2 separate regions of the Sus scrofa genome follow, and region 2 is linked to region 1. A link is a contact called in public Hi-C data. All regions are on one chromosome and are shown on one strand. Each heading gives the region's core, a stretch centred on a gene start, on an enhancer-like site or on the middle of the called end of the contact. The rest is flanking DNA. Distances are from core to core; before and after follow the strand shown.

What was found. Hi-C and Micro-C count contacts between places; a contact is called where the count stands out from the background.
Region 2: a contact with region 1 is called in a Hi-C map of liver, with 2.9 times the contacts expected there. The contact joins the enhancer-like site here to the promoter of POC1B in region 1. A contact is called at or near these places in 9 of 47 Hi-C or Micro-C datasets (alveolar macrophages, embryonic fibroblasts, heart right ventricle and 4 more) and 2 of 2 datasets of contacts at active chromatin or transcription factors (alveolar macrophages and skeletal muscle).

Annotation. Positions count from the first base shown.
Region 1 is chr5:93,130,348-93,133,575 of Sscrofa11.1, forward strand. It overlaps POC1B (POC1 centriolar protein homolog B), which reads left to right and starts at 1,671. Exons shown (of 12, transcript XM_021092774.1): 1 at 1,671-1,903; 2 at 2,570-2,654. The coding sequence starts at 1,889. GALNT4 (polypeptide N-acetylgalactosaminyltransferase 4) reads left to right here and starts at 2,661. Exons shown (of 1, transcript XM_003360733.5): 1 at 2,661-3,228.
Region 2 is chr5:93,619,694-93,622,921 of Sscrofa11.1, forward strand. No RefSeq gene overlaps it. Among named protein-coding and RNA genes, the nearest start is that of DUSP6, 320 kb to the left of the region's middle. Within about 2 kb of position 1,543, at least 18 of the 83 cell types and tissues checked have an H3K27ac peak or open chromatin away from gene starts, as enhancers often do. A contact at or near this core is called in embryonic fibroblasts, liver and retroperitoneal adipose tissue, where this site is marked.

The sequences.
Region 1 (3,228 bases), core at 421-2,920:
AGCTGTGAGCTGTGGTGTAGATTGATCGTAGACTCAGATCTGGCATTGTGGTGGCTGTGGTATAGGCCAGGGGCTATAGCTCTGATTTGACCCCTAGCCTGGTGTGGCAAAAAAAAAAAAAAAAAAAAAAATCCAACTGCAGCAGCTCAGGTCGCTGTGGAGGTGTGGATTCCACCCCTGGTCCAGTGCAGTGCGTTGAAAGATCTGGCATTGCCACAACTGAGGCTCAGATTCAATTCCTGGCCCTGGAACTTGCATAGGCTGCAGGTGTGGCCATAAAAAAGAAAAAAAAAAAAAAACTACTTAGAAGGGTACCTGTGTGGTGAGCATATCATAGCAGGTGATAAGTTTTTTAAAAGTCAATTTTCAGGTGACAGGGCACTATGTAATTCTTTTTTCTTCTCTTCAGCTGAAAACATTTTTTTTTTTTTTGATAATTGGAGAAAAGGTTTAAATATTTTAACTGACAGAGGACACGTCGCCTAGACTAGAGCGATGTTTCTCATTGTACACAGCTGAGATTCTCATGACAATCACCTAAGGGGCTTATTGCATCTGCAGGGCTCTTGATCCCACCCCATATTCATGTATTTCTCAGGGCCAAATATACAGGAGATATTCAACTTACGTATACTTAAACTAATACTGTAGTCTAAAGCTATTTCCTGTTTGCTTAATTGGTGTATACGGTATTCACTGAAAATAATCCTGTCACTGGAAAAATAGAGATCCTGTAATTCTAGTGTGTATTACATCTTTCATTTGCATAGAGCGCTATCTTACCAGCTGCGGTCTATTACATGGTCTCAAGCTGCCAAGAATCTTTTAATGTAGTTTTCAGCTGAGTCCGTCACGCTTTCAGGCAGGGTAGAAAAGGATATGGATTTGGAACTAGAAGTGCTGCCTTTGTGTGATCTTTGACAATTCTATGTAAAAACATTTAAGAAAATATTTAATCATCTAGTTTATAAGTTGTAAACGTCGGTTACATTTTGTAACTCTCAATTCGTGGTGTCGCTGACGCTCAAATGATACTATGTGTAAGAAAGCCTACTGTAGAGATAGCTGTGGTTACTATGTGAAATGGTTATAGTTACTATAGTTACAATAATTTAAACAAAACAAAAAATGATTCTCAGTCTTCCTAAAGGCTTTAAATATGCTCCTGTTTCAATTTACTGCTCTAAAGCACACGCGCAAAGGAGCAGATTGGGATAGAAACACACAGCAGAAAAATATTAGGTGTAAGAACATTCATTCATTCATTCACGTTTATCGCAGCATTTACATTTATATTATGCCAGACATTGTGTGAAAAGTAATGATGAAGTAAATTCAAATCTATCCTTCAAAGTTTTAGTTCCTTTGCCTATACTAATAAATAGCAAGCTGGCCCATTTAGGATCAAACTCCCTCCCGCGTCCTAACAAGCTGAAATTCGCGCGCGCTGTCTCTTTAACTTGTAATAGAACGCTGATTGCATCGATCACAGGCTCATTCCTCTTTCCCACCCTTGGGTTTCCTTTCCATCCCAGTTACTACTCTCCTTCCAGCGTCCAGCCGCGGGGAGCGCAGGTGTTAGTGAACGTTGGCTTTGTAGTGTGGGGGCACCTGACACCCCCCTCCCCCGGGGCGGGGGGAAAGGGGCGGGGCGTCCCGCCTGCCCGCTGGCGGAGGCCCAACTCTACCGCGCCGGCGGAGCCTCGGAGCTCGACTGGCCAAGCCTGGAGCGCGGGGTTTGACTGGGCCGCCGTTGTTGTAGTGACCGGGAGGCGCTGCCGCTCGAGGCAGACGGTTCCGGGCGCCGCACGGTCCCCCTTCCCACCCCATCCCCTCCCTTCCCCCGGTTCCCCCCGCGGGCCGGAGCCGGGAACCGACCACTCCCCCCATGGCCTCCGCCCCGGTAAGGACGGGCTGGGGTGCACCTCCCCGGAGCCGGTCCTGCGGGCTGGGGGGCCGGGTCAGGACCGCGCCCGCACCTGGCGGGAGATGGAGGCAGGTGTCCTCCGCCGGCTCCCGAGCCGCTAGCCTCTTGCCCCCGGCTCCAGGGCGCCCGCGACTCAACCTCCGCCGCTGGCGCACCCGGCGCGCAGAGCCCTGGCCGGACTCCCGGGCGCTCCCCCCCGAGTCCCGGCGCTCAGACGGCCCGGGCAGCCCCACGGCCCCCAGAATTCTCTGAGGGTTTCCGTGGAGCGCCTGCGTCAGAATCACCTGGGAGGTTTTTCTAAAGCACCGAAGCCCGGGCCCCGCCTCGCACCTGCGGCTGCGTGCCGGCGGGAGGGGCCCCGGAACGTGCATTCCCGCGGCGCTGCCCGGGTGGTCTCCAGCGCGCGCTCGGTCCTGGGAGCGCGAGCGGAGGATTTCGCCGGTTCTGCGCGGAAGCTGGAGCTCGGCCCACCCGCGTTGGGGTAGCCTCGTGGGGCCGCGCGGGGCGCTCCTGCTCCGCACCCCCGCCGCAGATGTGGCCGGGCCCGGGCCGGCCCGCGGGGGAGGGGACAGCGTTGATCCCCGACCCTCCCCAAGGCAAGGTCTGCACCTGCTTTCAAAATCTGCCAACTTCCCTTCCCAGGAGGACCCCGTTCTGGAGCGTTATTTTAAAGGCCATAAAGCCGCGATCACTTCCGTGGACTTTAGTCCCAACGGCAAACAACTTGGTAAGTTTTACTCTGTTTTTCTCTTTTTTGTGATGAGACGCTCAAGCGGTTGGTACCCTTGCCTCCTGTCCACGCTTGGCCCCCAGGAGGACCTTTGAGGACCCATGGTGGAGGTGGTGTTGAGAGCGGCCCCAGACGCAGTGGGAGCCAGAATGGGCCGGAACCGGGGCCACCTCGGTCCTCTCGGCCCCGGCCCCCAGCCCTCCCCGCGGCGTCGCCTCTAGGCCTGGGCCTGGCCGACGACTTTCGCGAACCAACCACCAGGAGGAGTAAGTGGGAAGGGGAGGGGTTTATCCTCGGCCCTGGGAGGGTGGGGTGTTGGCTGGAGAGTTTGTGAAAAGTTGTGAGACTAGCAGGAGGAAGTGGGGAGAGAGGAGCTGGGGCTGCATCGGAGGCCGACCACCGGGAGGTCCCAGGTGACTCCCGGGAAGCCCCCGTGGCTGGAAGGGAGTCGAGCGTCTACGTGCACGGAGGGACCTGCTCGGAAGTTCGCTGCCACCTGAGACGGGAACTCAAGCTTCTTCGGGTCCGAAGCCTTTCTCCTGCGTGGTGACTCTGGTGGCTGCGTCCGTGC
Region 2 (3,228 bases), core at 293-2,792, 490 kb after region 1:
TTTGCTAAATCATTATGCTTTTTCGCACTTCTGTATGTGTGACCAGGGTTTTCCCTCCACCCGGAATTCCCTTCCTGCTCTGGCTAGCAAATTACATCTCATCCTTCAAATCTCAGCCAAAAAATCTCCTCCTCTGAGAAGCCGTCCTTACTTCCCCAGAAAGAGCTAATCACTTCCTCACTTCTGCTCTGACTATAATGCACACACTCAATTCATCTCAATTCTACTTGTCTAATGAGGTTTTAGTACATGCCAGGCACTGTCCTAGGTCCGATCATAAAATGATTCAAGTCCTGGTTACCATCCTTATTCAATTCACAAGCTGGTGGAGTAGACAGATAAACAATGGAATAATACTATGCATCGTGTGATAAGTGCTGGGAGATTTATTATCACTATACATAATATTATTCCATCATTAGAGAATTGCTGAGTAGAACTGAGTTAAAGATAAAAATTTTATATTTATCAGCATCTATCAGTAACTTCTGTAATGGCTCGAATGGTGATCCCTCCCCAAAGATAAATCCACGACTTAATCCCCAAGACATTTGAACATTATCTTACATGGCAAGAGTTAACATTAACCTGCATGAATCTTGACAGGAGGAGCTTAGCTTACCCAGGATTGTCAGGGAGTGCCCTGGATGCAATCACATATGTTCTGATAAGTGAAGAGGGATATAAAGAAAAGAGGCAGCAATTGAAGAGATGCATCCATAAGCCAAGTGCATCCGGATTCATCTTAGAGGCTGGCAAAGGTAAGCTCCCTAGAAGGGAGTGTGGCCCTGCAGACACCTTCATTTTGGACTTTTGGCCTCTAGAACTGTGAAAGAATAGACATCTATTGTTTTAAGTCATTCAATTTGTGATAAGCAGCACCAGGAAACTAATATAATATCTTGAGGAAGTTTTTTTCCAAAATATGTTCCCTTGAAATTGAAAGTACTTTGATGCAATTAATAATATAGAGAGCAATGTAAAAAGTTTTATAAGGTTTTTTCCTGAAAGATTAGTTTTATTTATTTATTTTTTTTCAGATCCTCTAGTGGGCAAAGGTGTATTGTGGATTTCAAAGATAGCTGCCTACCTATCCGGTAGCATTTCTCAAGATCTTTTATCACAGGATCTTTTTTTCCATGGACTGTATGTTAACATCTTTCCATAGATGTTAATGTTCTATAGAACAACGTTTTGAGCCCATGAGACTTAAGGCCTTTCTGTAAAGAAATATAAGTGAGGTTATTTGAAGACTTATAGAGGACATTGTCCCTGCAACATGCACACAGGAAACCACCATGGGCCAGAATGAAATCCTTCTGCAAATATCTAATGTTTACTTGGCACAGCTTCTCTTGGGTCTAGCTTTGTAAAATCTTCCTCAGGGTTTGTTTTGCTGGTTGCCATGGAGCCAATTCACTTCTAAAGGCAACTCGGGGCCAGACTTGAGGAAACAATTGAGGAATTAAGTGACTGTGCTTGGTCTCCAGAGACAGAAGGGAACTGCCAGACCAACTTGCAATTTGGAACATTAACGTTCATTTTTGATGTGCTCCTCCTCCTTCTGTTATTATTCTTTCTGTTTCAGCCTCCTGGACTCTGTCTTTCCCAATGTAAGTCAGAGCTCAATGTATCATGATGCAGTTTGGTTTGGTCTGATTGTGTAAGAGAGTTATAGTTACCGAGTTTGTTTAGGTAAACCTGTCATCATTCATGCCTGAGGCAGGGTGAGGGGAACTCAGGAAGCCAAACACTTAGGTCTCATATGGATTAAACCTGACTGATAAAGAAGTTCTGAGGTGGAGTTTGAGAGGAGGGTTATTTAAAATGTGAGAGACACCAACATCAAATGCTTTCACAGACATGTGGAATCTGAAAAAAGGACAGACGGAACTTCTTTGCAGAACAGATGCTGACTCACAGACATTGAAAAACTTATGGTCTCCGGAGGAGACAGGTTGGGGGGTAGGGGGAATGTGCCTGGGCTGTGGGATGGAAATCCTGTGAAATGAGATTGTTATGATCATTATACAACTACAGATGTGATCAATTCATTTGAGTAATTAAAAAAAATGGAAAAAAAATAAAATGTGAAAGTGTAAGATAGAAGCATATAGATTTGCAGGGTCTGGTTGAGTGGGGTTTAGAAAGTTTTGCAAACCTTAGGTGATATGCAGGAATACAGTCTATGGCCTGACCTCCTGGACATCTTTAGGTGTAACAAGAAAACTGTTCATAGTAATTAGGCAACTTTAGCAGAATAAGGCTAAAAATGGTAAGAGCAGAAACCTAGAAAACACTAGAGATATTATTTTTACCAATAATTCAACTGGAAGGATTGATCATGAACCTGTGGCTACAAAAGTTTACTTTTCCTTTTAAAACCAGAATTACATTATTTCAAACCTTTCTTAAATATTTCAAGATCGCTTGTGTTAGGTTAGGGCCACTCAGAGTTCTCAGTATTTCTGAGCACCCCACATGGGTGTCTCTCATGAGCCCACAAGTAAATTGGTCAGCGGCAGTCACCTCATTTGCCTTTTCAGTTCTTCCTCTTCCGATCTGGCTCCCATTTGTTCACATCTCCTGCCTATGAAGTTGAGTGGAGGTGACTTTTAAAACGGCTATACCTTGATGTGCCAAAAATTTCCTGTTTGATATTCCCAAGGACATCAACACATGCAAATAGACCCTGGGGGTAAGGTAAGGAAGGCAGGGAAAGGGAGAGTAAGGAAGAAACGAAGATGCTGTACATATGTGCTGTGCCTGGGCGGTAGCTCTACCAGCCCTAAATGACCGCTGTTGTAATTTATTGCAATCATGATGCTACACACATATTAATGTGAATTCTCCTTATCTGAGAGAATACTATGCTAACTCGTCTTTCTTTCCCTTATTTTCCTCATTCTTTTCTTTCTACCCTTTCTTCCTTCCTCTCTTTCCTTCTTCCTTCCTTCTCTTTCTTTCTGTCTGTCTCTCTCTCTCTTCCTCCTTCCCCCTCCCTTCCTTCCTTCCACCAACTGTTCTTTCACATAACAGGATTTATTGAATATTGACTATGTGGGGAACACTGAGCTAAAGACAGTGGTTAACAAAACAGACACTGTCTTGTCTCTCACGGATCTAGGGGGAGATAGAGACCATTTGTAAACAAAGCATCACAAAAAAATTCACTAGGTACAATTTTATTGTGTATTAGGAAGGAGAAGCTTATGGTACTCTCTGTGT